Linked DNA regions of Mus musculus: all the other regions are linked to region 3. The links are chromatin contacts, called in public HiChIP or PLAC-seq and Micro-C maps. All regions are on one chromosome and are shown on one strand. Each heading gives the region's core, a stretch centred on a gene start, on an enhancer-like site or on the middle of the called end of the contact. The rest is flanking DNA. Distances are from core to core; before and after follow the strand shown.

Region 1 (2,700 bases), core at 111-2,610, 280 kb after region 3:
CCCAGGTCTCCTAACCTCTGGACCGTCTCTCCAGCCGCTTTCTTTCTCTCTTTATGGACTAGAAGTCCATAAGGCCATCACTTGGGCTAGTTATGGGCCTCAGTAGGTAGAGTGTTAGTCTAGCACCACACAAATGGGTGTGATGTCACAACCTGTGGGTTCACAGCCCACTGTGGCTCACAGCCTGTGGGTTGAGACTGCTTCGGGGTCACTTATCAGATATCCTGCGGATCAGATGTTTATATTATAATTCATAACTAGCAAAATTATAGTTATGAAGTAGCAACAAAATGATATTATGGTTGGGGTTGTCACAACATGAGGGCTGGGATCGTCAGGGATCATCACAGCATGAGGGCTGGGATTGTCACAGCATGAGGGGCTGTGTTAGAGGTCTCAGCATTTAGGAAGGTTGAGAACCACTGCTCTAAAGTGAGTTGGGAGCAGGAGCAATAGAAATTCAAGTCATTTCTGTTACATAGATAATTGAAGGCCAGCCTGGAACAGGTGAGACCTCAATAGACATACACATACACACACACACACACACACACACACACACACACACACACACGTGCACACGCACAAAGATATTACTTGAAGGCATTTGGAAATATTTAAATAGTTAGTACTTGTTATATCTTTAGGTTAAAGAGAAATAATTTAAATTTAGGTTGAAATATTGTAGAATTTTAAGGAGAAAAAAAAAAAACCCAAAACCCCAGAATAAAAGTCATCTCAAAGATTTCCTAATCCTTCAAAGGTGACTTTAGTTTCTTTTAGTTGAGTGTCATTGCTTGCTTATCACATGAAAAAAGAGTTTGAAGGGCCTTTCTAAAGAGCCTGTCGGCTGAAGAGATGGTTCAGAGATTAAGAGCACTTGCCGTTCCGGCAGTACCTGCCCGGTGGCTCACAACTAACTGTAACTCCACTTCGAGGGCAGCTGATGCGCCTTTCTGGCCTTGTTAACACCAGGCCTGTCAGTGGTGTGCATGCGTGCAGACCCTCATACACATAGATTAAAAATTCTTTACAAGTTCTGTTGCTCAGATATGGTGAATGGGGCCTTCCAGAGCTTTATCCGAGGGACAAGATGCATGCGTGTTAGTTACAAACACAGTCACGTTTATGTAGACTTGCCCTGATGAAAGCCCTGTAGAATACTACATTTTAAAAAATAATAGACAACAGAACCTTTTTCATATTTGTGTTGTCTAGAGTAAATTTTAATCATAGTTGCAGTTTGGCTTTGATTCTGCACTTGGTATTTGCAAATGCTTTTCTGTTTATTTATCCCCTACACTTAGAGGCTAAGCTGCGCTTGGCTGTGTTCCCAGCTCTGATGAGTAAGCTCAGCACTTTCCTACGTGAGGGATCCTCAGTGGGGACTTGCTGGTCATTTCCCTCTTCTCACTTGCATATGGGGGCTAGGGAAACTTTCTGGAGACACTGATGGTAGTAAACTCGGTGACTTCCCTGCTTGGGGACTTCTGACAGTGCGCATCATGGCCTAACAGGGAGGGAGGCACCGTGGCCTCACATCACATCATGTATGTGACTGCAGACTAGCTTTTTAAACTGAAGTACATCAATCCACATTTATAGATGTTTTAAAGAGCACAGTTTGAAAAACTAAAAACTAAAAACTCATGTATTGTAGAATTATTATGTTCAAATGCTGTTTAAATTTTTAAATTACATTTATTTATGATTAAAGCTGTCTTCTAACCCCCACATCCACACATGCATGCCACAGTGTGCTTTGGGGAGTTGGTTCCTCTCTTCACCCACATGGGTACTGGGGCTTGAACTTAAGCTGTGAGGCTTGGCAACCCATACCTTTGCCCAGTGAGCAGTCAGTAGCCCGATTTACACTTTGTATGTGTGCGCACATGCCACGGAGGTCAGAGGACAACGTGTAGAGTTGGTTCTCTCCTTCAGCTCTATGGGTCCCTGGGGATTGAACTCAGGTCATGGGGATTGGCGGCAAACACCTTTCTCTGCTGTGCCATCTCTTTGGCAAACTTCACATACTGTTTTGAAGATTCAGAAAATTGTTCCTATGATCATTTAGAGGCCAGAAAAGTATTAGAGAATTGGGTTGTATCTGACAGTAATTTATTTTTAAAGTGTTTATTTTACTTTATGTATATGTTTTGTCTGTATGTTTGTGTACCACATATGTTCCTGGTTCCTATGTTGTACCTGAAATAAGAAGAGGGCACTAGGTGCCTGGAATGGGGTTTACTGATGATTGTGAGTCTCCATGGGGTACTGAGTCCAGGATCTCTGCAAGAGCAACCGGTGCTAAGGGCTGAGCCATCTCTCCAGCTCCTAGTAATCTAATTATTAATTAATGTAATCATTCTGTATATGCCTCTCCTATAAATAGAAAAGGAAGAAACATTACAAATATGAGCTTATTTTCCTATAGATGAAGTTGGAATTGAAATATAATTTATTTTTATTAGAAAACAGTGATGTCATTCAGATATCTTTGTTTAGCCAAATGGAGACCTTAAGGAAATTCTGGAAAAACTCAATCTTGAGATTAAAAACAAAAATGTAGTCATGTGTCAGCCTGTCTATAGCTGTATAAGTTGCAGCTATGGACAGGAGCCTCACAACCTTTATGGCCTGAACATTTCTCCAGTCTGATTGTAGATGGGGCCATTGTGGGTCTTAGAACCTACTTGAGTT
Region 2 (2,700 bases), core at 41-2,540, 320 kb before region 3:
AAGGGAGCCAGCTGTAAACTGGTCTATTGTTAAACCCACCACCAGGGGTTCTGCACTAGCAGATCTTTTCATGAATACTGCAATACCCCAACACCCTATTTCCTGGGTCTACACAAGAATATACCAACTTACTTCTAATATGAAGCTCTCTATACCTAGCTGTAGAGTAGACCTCTGTCTCAGTGGGATTCCCTAGCTCTATTATTCCCTTGTTTGGGTGAGAATTGCTACTGTCCTTGGTAAATATTTTGCAGACTAGCTCTGAGTTACTGGCTCCATCTTTTGTAATGCTTAATTAGTAACTGAATAGGTAACTTCCTTTCTGTATTCCTGCCGGAATTCAAGCTCAGATTTCAAGCTTGCAGGCTTCTGGGACCTTAGAGCAATGGGGAGGCTTAACTATAACAGAATTTAATCTTAAAAGGCATTTATAATAAAATATTAAAAGAGAGCGCATAGATTCATACACCAGACTAACGCGGGAATAGAGTATGAGTATATGGGTAAATGAGAACACCAAAACTCCAGGAGGTGAGGTTCCTTGAAACTCTTTTCCTCATTGAGTGCTTACAGACTTTTTTCAGCCTGTCAAGTAGACCCCAACAGAGGGTGTGGCACATAGGGACATCAGGATGACTAAACTGAAAGGAACAAGAACTCCAGACTGGAATTCACCTTTCGAGAGAACTGTGAAACAAATGATACCCCTTGGTATTTAAAGAGGAGTTTGTGCTCTTAGCTACCAAGTCCTAGAGAGGAAGAAACCCATGGTAACAACATAATACGGGAGCCGGAAATTCAGTCGCATCATTTTGAATGTTGCTCCATAGTACTACCTACAGCTTCAGAGAAATGCACAGTTTCTTCACTGCAAAGGTCCTAGGGACCATGAAATCAGTCTCAGCCAGCAGACACCCTGGCTTGCCTTCTTCATCAGCCTGTAAAGGTGATTGAGCTGTACTAGATGGTAGTGACATTTTAAATGCATTTTGCTTGTGGAAGTTCAAGTGGCCTATTAGAATATCCTGTCTGTAGACTCTAAGCCACCCAGTGCTTGGGAATTTGCAGCATCATTCAGGCCTCACATCTTCTCTGTAGACTTGCTGATAAATCAGCTAGCTGTTTTAAATCTCATAAAAGAAGATGGATTTTCAATTTCTCGAAAAGAATGTGCAATGCCGGTACTTGATGTCCCCCGCACAGCTTTTGTAATTACAGTGCGTAATAATAGTAATTTCAGAACACAAGGCACACGGGGAAACGCAGCAAACATCACACCTAGCAAGTGGGCAGCATGTGGGAAGTGGCAGAGTTCCTCAGGAAGCGTTAGCACTGCCATGGAACTGGGGCAGCCTGGGAGGGCCCACAGCCTTTAATTTCTCATTATATAAATGTCCATTTTATAACACCGGCATAGACTTCTGTTTTCAAGCCAGTACACTGGGGACTTAAATTGGGCAGCATTTCATTAGTAATGGAGCAAAAGGGTGATTGGCTACAGGATGAATATCATGCTGGTATCACATTAGTAGGAGTTTATGTGCCTACAGGGGGACTGTTTAAGCTAGATTAATCAAATTTGCATCATCTTCATTAACAACTTCTACACATAAGCTCGTGTACCAAGTATATATGTAAAACTTCTAGTCCTGATGATAAGCATGTAAGGGAGATGTTGCCGGTCCTCAGGGACGCAGATGGGAAGTCAGAAGGCTGGAGAAGACACTACACAACCAGAACAAAGCCTGTTGTCTTCCCTGTGGCAGACTGGAGTCTGTATAGCCTTAAGGTCTCAACCAATGAGAAATATTGTGTGCATTTAACACAGCTAGAATGAGTGTGGGAAGAGCCCCACAGAGAAGAGACAGTTTAACCACTATCATCCTAGTTAGAGTTAGGATTTTTTTGCTGTAGGGTGCATGTGTCATGCACACACAAAAGTTTTCAAAATCATTGGTCAGGTTGCTCACAGGAGCTGATTCCCATTGGCTTTGTGATTAGCCTGGAAAGAAACAATCTCCTTTCTCATTTATGCAGAAAGAGTGATACAGCTGCTCTGCATGGCGGTCCCATCTGTGCTAGGAAGAACGGGGCCATTTCCTGTCCTGACAGGAGCAGCAGCAGCTGCTTCACTTGGCTTTCCTGACACTCCTCAGTTCATTTCCAGGAAATGAAGCAGGAAAGGATAATGTGTAATCTCCATTTGAGAGAGTTACAGCTTGGAAGGTCACTAAAAGTGTGTTTCGGGTGGTCCACCAACTGAGTTCCAGAATTCAAACATGCATGAGCACAGCTGGCCAGAAATGTACCGCCTTCCATTTTTTTTTCTTTTGCTGGAGATGAGTGGAAATGGCTACATGACTGAGAAGGGTCGACTATTTCAAACATGCTAATTCTTTAACGTAGTTCACCGTACTTTCTTACTGTAATGTTAAACCATTTAAATTCACATTAACACCTCCATCAGAGGTGTACATAATAAAAGTAATAAGTATTTCAAGAAAGTCTACTTATGCAAGACCCTGAAAATATGCCTGACTGTTAGAGATGACAGATTCTTTCTTTAAACCCCCTTCCTTAAAAATCTCCTTTCTGTGTGGATTTATTTTACATAATACTCTGTTGTTGAAATCATTCAAGAGTTTTCTTGACTAAGCAGCATAGGAGAAAACTGACTAGAACTGCCCTTGCATTGCTTCA
Region 3 (2,904 bases), core at 79-2,578:
TATTTAAAAAACAACAAACAACACATCAGCAGAAACAGCACCTCTCAAAACTGCTCAACAACATCCACATAAGCATTGGACTTCTTGTATATACTCCCGAACTGAAAAACCATTTTTTTTTTTTGTAATTTACAGAGGTATGTAAAACTGACCCAAGGAAAATAATCTAAATTTTTCATGGGTAAAAAGTACATCTACAAAGTATCAGTTATATATAAGCCACAGTGATCGTGCAGGAACTGAATACACGGCTCAAAAAAAGTTTGCAGAACTGAACTTTTTAAATTTTATACTCGCACACGCGGAGAGGTATTAAAAGGTTTGGTCCAATTGTCTTAAAGAGTCATCCTTTTCAAAGGAAATCGAAATCTCGGCCTAGAATTAGAACACACCCGATGAATATGCAATTAACTTCCTTGTGGTCTAATTTTAAAACGCCATACTTTAAATAAAGCACACAGGACGAAAAGTTCTCTAAAGTAACTTCTGTTTCAACAAGTTTACTACCAAAACGCAAATATCCACACAAAAAATGATTTGATATGCATAAGTCTAAAGACCAAATAAGATAAAATAAAAAAACCTAAACGTTTTTAAACTTGAGCAAACTGTAAATTCAAGACTAATTCTGTGCTGGTTCCTAGTTTTTAATTCTACGTATAGGTCCTTCGAAGGTTCCGGGAGGGAACAGGAGAGATTTTAATGGGCTGGACAGCAGGTAGGTGGGCACCTCGGCCAGAGCCCGGCCTCGCGGTCCACCGTCAAGGCGTGAAGCTGACAGCTGGCGACTCACCTTGCAGCTCAGAGGCATAGCAAGCTGGGCGGCTGGTGGCTGCGCTGCCTGTGGACCCCGCATCTGCTTGCGATCGCGCGCCAGCCGCCCCGGGAGCTTCACCGGGACACCGCTGCCGGGTGGCCACCCCGGCGGACTTTACTGCTACCGGCCTTTCAGGAGAGGTTACGTAAAGGCGGCCAGGTGGGACCGGCGGAGGCTGGTTTCAGGGTGAAGTTCAATCCTCCGGCTCCAGCGGGCCCTCAAACCAACCCGCCTCTGCCCCGACTGGAGGCTCACTGCGCTCTCCAAGGACTACAGGAGCAGTCGCGCTCCACCTCGGGAGGAAAGTAACGCGGTTCTCACGCCTCCGCCCACTCCAGCCTCATCCTCCGGACAGACGGACGGACGGCCCGCCCCGAGCGCACCGGCAACGAGCTGGCGAGGTGACAGCCGAGCGATTCCGCGACCAGCCCTGACCCGCTGAACTGGAAGAGAAGCTGCAGGAGTCGGAGCCCGACAGGTGCGTCGCACGCGCGTGACGTCAGCGCGTTGACGTGAACGGCCGCTCGGCGTCCCACCGTCCAAGCACTTCCACGGCCGCACTGGGAGGCACCTCTGCGCCTATTGGTCGGAATGGAGCGATGGGCGTGACCAGGGCGTGGCCGGGAGAAGACCTCCTAGGGGAGCCTCGAAGGCCACGCTGGGCGGCCGAGGTGCCACCTGCTCTCACGTCGCTCACGTTCTCCCCGGCGGAGAAAGCGCTTCGGAAGTGTGCGGTCCCCGGCATCGTGGCAATGCCTGGCTTCCGCTCAGCGGTGAGAAGCCGAAGCAGGCGGAAGCGAGCGTATGACCCCCGGGGTTCCAGAGCCGCGTCTAATGCTACAGGGCCTGTAATGGTGTACAGAGTGTACTACGGTATCATCCAGCCTTATGCGCCGTCGCAGGTTATGCGCTTTAACAAAAAAATACCAAAGAAAATCCTGATGAGTCCAAATTTAGACACCATGCATTTCCAAAGAGCTGAGGGTTCCACGTGGTCTTACATACTGGGTTCCTGTCGTGTGTCACAATATATAGGAAGCCTGTTCCCCTTGCTCAAGGAGCTGTATTGTGACTCAGCAGGGAGGTGCATAAATAAATTCCTGGCCTCGGCCAGAGCTTGCCCAAGAGCCTGGTGAACAGGTAGGTGCAGTGTTTGTAACTGGACAAGACCTGTGGGACCAGGATGGCAGTCGCCACTGGGTGGCAGAATTAAGACATGTCTTGGTTGAGTGTCTCATGTATATTTATATATCGCCTAATGAATACTAATGTCCTAGTATATTTACTGTCTTACATATATTAAGTGTGACTTGAGCTCTCACTGCTGACATGTAGCCTGATTCTTTTGCAGGGGGAGCGTCTAGATTTTTTATTAAAAGCAGTAGTCATAGCCAATCGATCTATTTTCTATAAAGATGACAGATTCCTTCTGAACTGTTTTAGTTCTTTTGTGAAAGATTACTCCTTTAAGTAGACAAGAAAACTGTCTACTTATACATTTGTTTTCGTTTGTTTGTTTGGTTGGTTGGTTTTTTGGTAACACTTATACACTGATTTGTGAGAATAATTTATTTTAAAACATGTGGTGGGCACAGTTTGTGGCATACCAGAAGTGCTGTGTTCTACTTCAAGCTTGACAGAAGTAAAATACTTAATTTCTGGCATACATCCAACCACACTAGTAGTTCTCAATCTTTACTCTCTTCAGAGAAATAATTTTAACTGTTTCCAGGTTAGATGTAAGCCTTTCTGTAAGTACTCCTGAAGGAAAATGAGATTTTGTAACTTGTGATTCATGTAAAAGAGTTGTCTATGAGCCCGTGGCCTGGGGCCGAGAACAAAGCAGAACAGACAGGGCTGTTGTTAAGACATTCCTAAGAACAGCTTGACTGTAAAAATGAAAAAATGCAAGGACGGCGCAGGCAAGGCTATCTTGTCTGAGTCGACACCATCTGGCCGGAACCTCCCCTCTGTCTACTGCCCCATGACACCGGGTAAAGTCATACATCAACTGGTTACTATGTGAACAAAGATAAGCCCCTTATCCCATAAAAACCCCTAGCTTTCGAGCCTCGTGGCCGACATCT

Evidence for each region. A called contact is a pair of places that touch in the nucleus more often than the background predicts. HiChIP or PLAC-seq counts read pairs in DNA pulled down with a chosen protein or histone mark.
Region 1: a contact with region 3 is called in an HNF4G HiChIP or PLAC-seq map of pancreatic cancer cells. The contact joins the enhancer-like site here to the promoter of Clcn3 in region 3. A contact is called at or near these places in 3 of 39 promoter capture datasets (the HPC-7 cell line, cranial neural crest and pre-B cells), 1 of 115 datasets of contacts at active chromatin or transcription factors (pancreatic cancer cells) and 1 of 9 other capture datasets (adipose tissue).
Region 2: a contact with region 3 is called in a Micro-C map of embryonic stem cells, with 4 times the contacts expected there. The contact joins the enhancer-like site here to the promoter of Clcn3 in region 3. A contact is called at or near these places in 1 of 39 promoter capture datasets (pre-B cells), 1 of 15 datasets of contacts at CTCF or cohesin (the NIH/3T3 cell line), 2 of 484 Hi-C or Micro-C datasets (cerebellar granule neurons and embryonic stem cells) and 1 of 9 other capture datasets (macrophages).

What each region holds. Positions count from the first base shown.
Region 1 is chr8:61,264,236-61,266,935 of GRCm38.p6, forward strand. The region is part of intron 2 of Sh3rf1 (SH3 domain containing ring finger 1); the gene reads left to right. Among named protein-coding and RNA genes, the nearest start is that of 1700001D01Rik, 23 kb to the right of the region's middle. Within about 2 kb of position 1,361, at least 58 of the 459 cell types and tissues checked have an H3K27ac peak or open chromatin away from gene starts, as enhancers often do. A contact at or near this core is called in pancreatic cancer cells, where this site is marked.
Region 2 is chr8:60,658,626-60,661,325 of GRCm38.p6, forward strand. The region is part of intron 2 of Mfap3l (microfibrillar-associated protein 3-like); the gene reads left to right. Among named protein-coding and RNA genes, the nearest start is that of Mfap3l, 27 kb to the left of the region's middle. Within about 2 kb of position 1,291, at least 12 of the 459 cell types and tissues checked have an H3K27ac peak or open chromatin away from gene starts, as enhancers often do. A contact at or near this core is called in embryonic stem cells, where this site is marked.
Region 3 is chr8:60,981,983-60,984,886 of GRCm38.p6, forward strand. Clcn3 (chloride channel, voltage-sensitive 3) reads right to left here and starts at 1,329. Exons shown (of 13, transcript NM_173873.1): 1 at 794-1,329.